Regions from separate parts of the Mus musculus genome. Here region 1 is linked to region 2. The links are chromatin contacts, called in public HiChIP or PLAC-seq maps. All regions are on one chromosome and are shown on one strand. Each heading gives the region's core, a stretch centred on a gene start, on an enhancer-like site or on the middle of the called end of the contact. The rest is flanking DNA. Distances are from core to core; before and after follow the strand shown. Region 1 overlaps Gm5089 (predicted gene 5089). Region 2 overlaps Clybl (citrate lyase beta like).

Region 1 (4,240 bases), core at 453-2,952, 140 kb before region 2:
GCAGAGCCTTTAACACCAGCAGTGGCAGGTACATCTCTATCTTTAAGCCTGATCTACAAAGGAACTTCCAAGCCACACAGGGCTTCAGATAGACCCTGTCTCAACACCTCCCCTTCCAAAATTGGCTGAGACTGAAGCAGACTCCTCCACGGTTACTGAGTTCCATGTGGGGTCTTAAGAGGCTGCTGGCTTTAATTTAACTTAGGGTGCTGTAGTTCCAGTCTAGAAGTCTGGTTCGGTTTCCAAGTAAGAGGTCACCTATGAGAAAGTCAACTCACCTTGACCAATCTTCTAGCTGTGGCTGAGCACGGCTTTGCATGGTCTGGTCATCAGATCAGCAACTAGCAGGTCCTCTAGGCAAGTCTGTGGAACCATGTGCATACTACAGAAGGGCGGACCTCATTCCTCAGACCTCACCATGCCTTTGCATGGCTCACACACTGCAGAGACCGTTTTCCAAGGGAGAGATACAGGGAAGAGTATGGATTGCTGGATTTTCGAATGTTTTAAATGATTCTTTGTTTGGTTGATTGGTTTTGTTGTTGTTGGTGGTGGTGGTGGTGGTGATGGTTGGTTTTTGAGACAGGGTTTATCTGTGTAGCCCTGGCTATCCTAGAACTTGCTCTGTAGACCAGGTGGGCCTTGAACCCACAGAGATCGGCCTGCTTCTGCCTTTTGAATGTATGTGCCTTCACTGCCTGGCAACGTTTTTGTTTTTTGTTTTGGTTTTGTTTTGTGTTTTTGTTTTTGTTTTTGAGACAGGGTTTCTCTGTATAGCCCTGGCTGTCCTGGAACTCACTCTGTAGATAAGGCTGGCCTTGAACTCAGAAATCCACCTGCCTCTGCCTCCCAAATGCTGAGATTAAAGGCATGCGCCACCACTGCCCGGCTGCCTGGCAACGTTTTAAATTCTTTTTTCCCTTTCATTAATTAATTTATTCACTATGTAGATCTATTTATCTATGTAGACCTAGCTAATGTGGAACTCACTATACAGACTAGGTTGGCCTTGAACTAACATAGGTCCCCCTGCCTCTGCTTCCCAAGTGCTGGCGTGCTCCATGGGTACTTCGATTTGAAGAGAACTCATCTGTGGATCGCTCTGTGACTTTTGGACAGTTGTCTGACATCCAGGGAACTCAACAGGTGTTGGCTGAATATGAATTTAGTTAAATATTCGTGAGCGCAGCGATTCCCCTTAAGACCTTCGGGGGAGGGGGGATATATTTACTCACATCTGCTTCTTTCTTACCCTGGGGAATTAGAATTTGTGGTTTTCTCTCGCAGACGTGCAGAGAAATCCACAAAGTTGCTTGTGGCATCTGGGGAAATGTTAACCAGGAAGCTGGCTAGGCAGAAGACGTGGATCTTTCCAGGTCTTATGCCCTACAGATGGGTCATCTTTTAGAGAGTGGAACTCAGATCCAGTACACCAGGACTCGCCCAGGACTTGCCTGGCGTTTGGCGTCTCCCCCAGAATTCTTTACACATGGCCCAGGAGCCAACTTCGGTGTTTACGACACACCCGGGCGGCGGATCCCCTGGACGGGCTATGGGCCCCGCGCAGGTGTCCGGCCTGTGCACGGGGTGCGCGGGGGCCCAGGAGCCCCGAGAAAGACGTTATTGTTACACTGTAACGAGTCTGATTAACTCGCTCCTGACACTTTCTCTTAGTTTCTTCGGCTCCTAGCAACCAGGCACAAAGGCGAAGGATTGTCCCCGGCTCCGCGGGGACACGGGCAGCCTTTGATCTCGCACCATTACAGCCCGGCTGCGCGACAGGCTCACGGGGTCCGGGAGGCCCGCAGTCCTGGCCACTGGGCCACGGGGATCCCCCCACTGCGGCCCCGGCCTAGCCTGGCCGCTGCGCCCCAGCACTGCTACACCGGTGTAAGTCATCACGCAGGGAAGGGCAGCGGTCTCCGAAATGTGCCCAAGGCCTGGTCTCTACTCCGGGGCGACGCCCGCGCACCGATGCATGCGGTGTGTGGTGCGGAACAGAAGAACATCTACCTACACGCGTGTCCTGACCGTTTGAGCACGTCTCCTTCCTAAGCGGTACGGGAGTTCCAGGCTTGCCTTGCTCTTCCCGTCCGAAGGAGCGAAAGAAAACCCAGCCGGTCAGTCACAATGAAAAAAGAAAGGGGGAAAAATTATGTAAAAGGAAGGACACAGTTACATAGTCCTCGAAAACGTAAATAACCTGCTTAGACGAAACTGAGTAGATCGCCACAAATTGCGTGTCCAGGAGGACTTTGGTGCCTTCCTGGCGCTTGCTTTGTATTTCTGGCTATCTTTACGGATTCTGAAGGAGGTGGGGTGTCAAATAATTACTAGAATCTAAACAAACCATGTCCACCAGCGACAAAAGTCACCCACCACAGAACCGGGACAAGCTGCCGGGTCCCACTGCGCAAGTTTTACAGGTACTAAAAAGTAATTTCCGTTCCAGTTCGGGTCGCTTACTTAGCCATCCCTGGCCCCAGTTGAAAACAGAGGGTGGGAAGAAAGAAGAGTTAGGCTTTAGCATTTCAATGTTAGGGTCAGGTAATTACTTCCCCTAAATTACAAAGTGAGGGCTTTGCAGGGGGCCCTCCCGGGAGAGGGCACTGTTCCCAAGCCCTGGATTTACAGACCCTTCTTGTGCTCTCCACTGGTAATAATATTCACAAGTTCCCGTGGAAAAAAAAACGCAGAGGATTCAGATGGCAAAATAAATGCAAGCTCTAAAAGCATACTGTCCTGAGGAAGAAAGAGGAAGGGGTGTGTGTTGGGGGGGAGGGGACAAGGGGAGCTGTAAAGCCCGTATTCTCTCCTCTTCCTGTGCCAACTAAGAAAATTCCATAGTCTCTAAATAAAGTTTCCCCAACTCCCACAAAACTATTGAGTGCAAAGGTGTTCCTGGCGATAATGACTTCTATTTTAGAGAGCGGAACACCGCATGGTTGGTTCTATTTATCCAGCAAAATATGCCAGGCAATCAAAGACTTTCAAATTCAAACTACAGGCGGTGAAGTCTTCATCCCCGGGACACTATTTCCCGACCTGTCTCTAGAGCAGTGGGGGCCAGTGTGGCCCTGTGGAAAACTGGAGACAAGGCTGAAGAAAGTCCCTAACTTGCCGTCCCAGGGGTGCCCCCCAACCAGCCAGAATTCTCCTTACCCTTTCAATAAAACATGACTGTGCCGATACAATCCTCTATACATTAAAATGAGTTTGTCACAGATTGTCATTAAGACCTCAGTAAAACAATGAAGACATTATTGGGCACCCCCCCCCCCTCGGGCAAGGTATTAAAGGCATAAAGCAATCGACACCACACGGGTCCTATTGAGATTAATGAAAAAATTATGCAAAAAGAATCGCAATTTCATTTTCCCGTGACGAGGCTTTGCGTCCGTCCAGTCATTCTCGCATCGCACCTGATGATTTATTAAACTAATCTGTGGAGATCAACCGCTGATGTTCTCAGCTCAATCTTGTCCTGGCTCATTTTCTAAGTAATTGTTTCTCATTAGTTCTGATAATGTTTTAATAGTGTTATCCATAATTTAGCCCCCTAGAATTAATAACAAGGGGGTGATACAGGCAAAGTGGCTGCCATTGAGCTACATAAAAATATAAACAGGTATGTTTTTTTAATTAATCTGATGAGCAGCCAAGTCCCCTTCCCACCTCATCACCCACGTCTGTGTCCCTACGGCAGACTCAGCCTTGGTGGCTCACTCAGCCTTGGTGGCATTTCTCTTTGTCTGCTCCTTACTAGGGGATGTGGGTTGGAGAAGTGGGATGCCTGCTTCCTTGCTACTCCACGTTTTAGATTTCTGTCTCCTGGGGAATGAGGGCTATGGGACCTCTCTTCTGGGGGCCCTTGTATCTTCTCAGATGACTGGCAATTGGCCTACATCTTTGCCTCCTGTGGGCCCCGGTCTTGTGATCCTACCTAAAGTGGTATTTCTTAATTATGAAGATGATTGATCCGAGGTCTGAGAAGGCTTAGCCAATGAGAGAGATCGTTTTGAGCTGGATACGGTGAAGGACATCAGGACTTTGGAGGAGGAAGACGCAGGAGGACTCTCATGAGTTTGATGCTAGCCTGGGATACATATCAAGATTCTGATTCAAAGGCAAAACCAGAACCAAACAGGGTGTTTTTGTATGGATAAGGAAGTTAGGGGACAAGGATTCCGAGATACTCTAACATGGTGAGGACATAGGAGTCCCTACCACTGTTGTGGAG
Region 2 (4,477 bases), core at 1,807-4,306:
TTTAAGTCCACAACCCAGTCAGCAGAGGATCAGCACCTGCAAGCCCCTAAAGCTTACATCCTCGGGGAAATACAGTTGTTTCTCCCTTTCCTCAGGCCCCAGGGGTGGGGCAGTCACTACCTAGCTCTTCCACTTGGTTCCCATTCTCTTTTCCCAGAGTTTGCTGACAGTCAATCTTTTATGGCAAAAGCCCTAACGCACAGGCGTGTAGCTCGCTCTGAAAGCAACAAGATCACAGCAGAAGTCATCATCATGAAAGGAACTTAAAAACCAGGCATGACCACTCCCATCGGAAACCATAGTGCCAGGGAGAAGTGGGAAGGTAGGATGCCAGTCTGACCATCCAACTTATCAAAACTGTAAGCTTCAAGTTCAAAGAAAGACCCTGTCTCAGAAAAACGAGATTTGGACTGGGAGATGGCTCCATGCCTGCCACCAAGTCCCAAGAACCTGAATTCCAGGGCTGGAGAGATGGCTCAGCAGTTAAGAGCACTGACTGCTCTTCCAGATGATCCTGGTTCAATTCCCAGCACCCACATGGCATCTCACAACTGCCTGTAACTCCAGTATCTGACAACCTCACACAGACAATATGTGCAGGCAAAACCATACCAATGTGCATAAAATAAAATAAAAAAAAAATTTTTTTAAAGTGGGTCTGGGGCTGGTGAGATAGTTCAGTGGGTAAGAGCACCTGACTACTCTTCCGGAGGTCCGAAGTTCAAATCCCAGCAACCACATGGTGGCTCACAACCATCCGTAATGAGATCTGATCCCCTCTTCTGGGGTGTCTGAAGACAGCTACAGTGTACTTACATATAATTTAAAAAAAAAAAAAAAAGTGGGGCTGGAGAGATGGCTCAGTGGTTAAGAACACCGAGTGTTCTTCCAGAGGTCCTGAGTTCAATTCCCAGCACCCACGTGGTGGTTCACAACCATCTGTAATGGGATTTGATGCCCAGTTCTAATGTATTTGAAGAGGGTGACAATGTACTAATATGCATAAATAAATCTTTTTTAAAACCCAAAAACAAACAAACAAACAAAAAACAAAACCAAAACAAACAAACAAACAAACAAACAAAACCACCACCACCAACAACACAACCGAATTCCATTTCTGGGATCCACAAGGTGGAGAGAGAAACTCAACTTCTGCAAATTGTCTTCTGACCTCCACATGCACACTGTGACATATATATCTACTATAGTGAAAATTCTGGAATTCTGGTTTCTTAAAAAAATAAAATAAAATAAAAAACACACACAGAAATGGGCCTGGAGAGCTGGCTCAGCAGGTAAGAGCACTGGATATTTTTCCAAAGGACCTGGGTTCAATTCCCAGCACCCACATGATAGCTGGCAACTGTAACTCTGGTTTAAGGGATCCAACACCCTCACACAGATATACATGCAGGCAAAGCATTAATGCACACAAAATAGAAATAAATTTTTAAAACCCACAGTAATAAGAATATGCTTTATTTTAGTCCCAGGTTTAGGGATGTGGGGCTGACTGTGATTTGCCTCATGTGTTAGCAGAAGCATGATATTGCCAGGTGCAACTGTGTGACATTTGGAAATCTGGTAACTTTTCAGAGGGTATATAAATGCTAGAGCCCCACTAGACCATCTGGGTAGTTGTTGGATGTGGTTTTTTAGTAGCCGATGTCAAAGCAGAAACAAAAGGAAAGAAATTAGATTCTGGATTTTCCTAATTCCTATCTCTCTTCTATCCTCGCTTCTCTCCTACCTAGTGTTAGGGAAGGAAGCCAGGGGGATAAAGAGTGGGAAAAGAGAAGCCACAAAGTAGCAAATACCAGCTACAGCATATGCACACACGTGTCACAATCACACACACAAGTAAGTGTAATTTAAAACATGTTTTAGGCCAGGCAATGGCTCATGCTTGCAGAGAGAGAGAGAGAGAGAGAGAGAGCAAGCAATCGGGAAAGGAATGGAAAGGACAGACAGAGCAGGACAGGACTGCTCCTAGGCATGGTGGAGGAGAAAGTGTATTATAGATATAAGGGAAACATAGCCAGAGGCAGATGCATCTGGGAAAGTCCAGACCCTGGACCTTGTGGGGAGAGGGGTACAGAAAGGGAGAGAGGAGAACTTAGTAGAGCAGCCAGGCGGGGAGGTAACCACAATGTCTGGATTGTATCAGAAGGAACCTCTGGGGAACAGGAACAGAGAGCCCAGCTCCTGGACTGGAGAGTTCAGGGTAGAGGGCGGGTATGCCAGACGTATCCTGTAACAGGTATGTTAAATAGACACTTTACCTGCCTTCACAGTGCCTTTGGGCCAGTCTGGTCTGCAAAGCGAGTTCCAAGCCAGCCAGGGCCACACAGAGTAACGCAGTTTTGTGCACACGATCATGAAGAACTCAGATCTCAAGCCCCTTGATGACGCATGGTTGTCATCTCAGCACAGGAAGCAGAGCTATGTAGCAGCGAGATGCCACTCAGAGGATGAAGGTGTCAAGCTTCACAGTCTGAATTCCCTAGAACCCACATGACAGGGGAAACCCAACCTCACGTTTTTCTCTGACTCCCACAAGTGCACACCGGCACACACAAACTAATAAGTGTAATTAAAACAACAACAACAACAACAACAACAAAAACCCAAAACAAAACCAGGAGCTGGGGCCAGGTGTGCTAGTTTATGTCTATAATCAGAGCATTTGGGAGTGGAGGCCCAAGGACCGACAGTTCACGGTTATATTCAGCTACACAGTATGAGGCGAGTCTGGATGATAGGCGACCCTGTGTCAAGACAAAGAGAAGCACCGATCGATGGGACAGATTTGATCGTCGGCACTGACAATAAACTAACAAAATTTTATTAAGTGACTGATTTCATATATTCCCTACCGTGAGCGAAACTTACTGGGGAGCCATGGACTCGTCCAGCCCTGAGGGGCACCTTGAGAGAGGCTGGTACGATGGGAGCAGAAGGGTTAGGGGTTGGGAGGTCAGAGGTCACATAAAACATTTGAAAGGGCATTGTAGTAAAAGAGAAAGAAAGGGAGTTGGGAGAAGGGGGAGGGCTGGATGAGCAACATCCCTTGAGACCCATCCCCCCAACACACTGTACTTCTCCCACAAACCCCTCTCATGCCTTTACTTTGTCTTCCAAAGTCTCAATGACAAAGGCCACTGATGAAACTACCGTACAGTATAAATAACAGCTTTATTATTCCCCGGCTCCACTGGGGCAGAGAAAGAGAGCAGAAGGTCTGGGAAGGAGCAAATGTTCTGTGCTGCCTGTGACTGCCCAGGCCAGAACGGACCCTGCTGGACCCTGCTGCCTGGCTCTGAGCCTCCGGAGGGGGTAAGGGAGGCTGGCCAATCTCAAATCTCCTTAAAAGCAAAACAAACCGACAAATAGATAGGGTGAGATGGCAGTAAAGCTCCGCCCCGTTGTGGCGCACAACTACAGTCCTTCATGCTGCGTGCACACGGTTCCTTCTATATTGAGAGAACTGACACAGAATAAACTCTGATTTAGGTTGGGAGGGAAGAGTGATCTCTAGGAGCTGACAATTTATAAGGGGCTATAAGCCTTTCTTGTTTGCAGTGCTGGGACGACACCCAGGGCCTTTGCCTCTGCCTCTGCTGGGCAAGTGCGTGCCTCAAAGCCCCAGACCTGGGCCTGTAGCATTTCAAAGAAAGACAAGTCTTGAGGATAAGAAAGGAAATGCAGGAAAGACAGAAAAACTCTTTTTAGTCACAAAGGCCCACAGGAAGGGACATGGAAAAACAGAACTTTTTTTTTTTTTTTTTTTTTTTTTTTCTTTTTCCGAGACAGGGTTTCTCTGTGTAGCCCTGGCTGTCCTGGAACTCACTTTGTAGACCAGGCTGGCCTCGAATTCAGAAATCTGCCTGCCTCTGCCTGGCAAGTGCTAGGATTAAAGGCGTGCGCCACCACTGCCTGGCCTTAGGGCTATGCTTTATATCTGTGTTCTTTCACAACACTGCAACAGCCACTACTATCTCTCTCCTATGGTCTTCATCACCTGTTGCTGTGATAATCAGCGGGACTAAAGCAACGTGGGGAGGAACGGGTTTACTTCAGATTACAGGTTACATCCCATCATGAAGGGAAGCCAAGGCAGGAGCTTGAAGGAAAAACCGAGGCAGAAACCAAAGGACAGCTGCTTACTGACAGGCTCGCTCCCAGCCTCATTAGTCAGCTGCCTGTCATGTACACAGCCCAGGCATACCTGCCTAGGGATGGCACCGCCCACGGTGGGCTGGCCTTCCTACATTAATGAGAAAATGGCCATGAACCAATGCAATGGAAGCAATTCCTCAACTGAGGGCCCCTCTCTCTGGTACGTTAAACTGAACACTGAAGTGAACATACATTCACGCGCACATGCACACACACATGCACTCATGTGAGCACACGCACGCTCTCCTCCCCCATTCTGAGTTCCATGACGATGAATTTGACTTCTCTAGACATG

Evidence for each region. HiChIP or PLAC-seq counts read pairs in DNA pulled down with a chosen protein or histone mark.
Region 1: an H3K27ac HiChIP or PLAC-seq map of embryonic stem cells shows a contact between it and region 2, with 6 read pairs. The contact joins two enhancer-like sites. A contact is called at or near these places in 4 of 39 promoter capture datasets (the 3T3-L1 cell line, 3T3-L1-derived adipocytes, embryonic stem cells and 1 more), 7 of 484 Hi-C or Micro-C datasets (differentiating embryonic stem cells, embryonic stem cells and nephron progenitors), 10 of 115 datasets of contacts at active chromatin or transcription factors (embryonic hindbrain, embryonic midbrain, embryonic stem cells and 2 more) and 1 of 9 other capture datasets (embryonic stem cells).

The regions. Positions count from the first base shown.
Region 1 is chr14:122,404,408-122,408,647 of GRCm38.p6, reverse strand. The region is part of intron 1 of Gm5089 (predicted gene 5089); the gene reads left to right. Among named protein-coding and RNA genes, the nearest start is that of Gm25464, 18 kb to the right of the region's middle. Within about 2 kb of position 1,702, at least 69 of the 459 cell types and tissues checked have an H3K27ac peak or open chromatin away from gene starts, as enhancers often do. A contact at or near this core is called in differentiating embryonic stem cells and stem cell-derived anterior neural progenitor cells, where this site is marked.
Region 2 is chr14:122,270,145-122,274,621 of GRCm38.p6, reverse strand. All of the region lies in intron 1 of Clybl (citrate lyase beta like), which reads right to left. Among named protein-coding and RNA genes, the nearest start is that of 1700108J01Rik, 39 kb to the right of the region's middle. Within about 2 kb of position 3,056, at least 27 of the 459 cell types and tissues checked have an H3K27ac peak or open chromatin away from gene starts, as enhancers often do. A contact at or near this core is called in differentiating embryonic stem cells and stem cell-derived anterior neural progenitor cells, where this site is marked.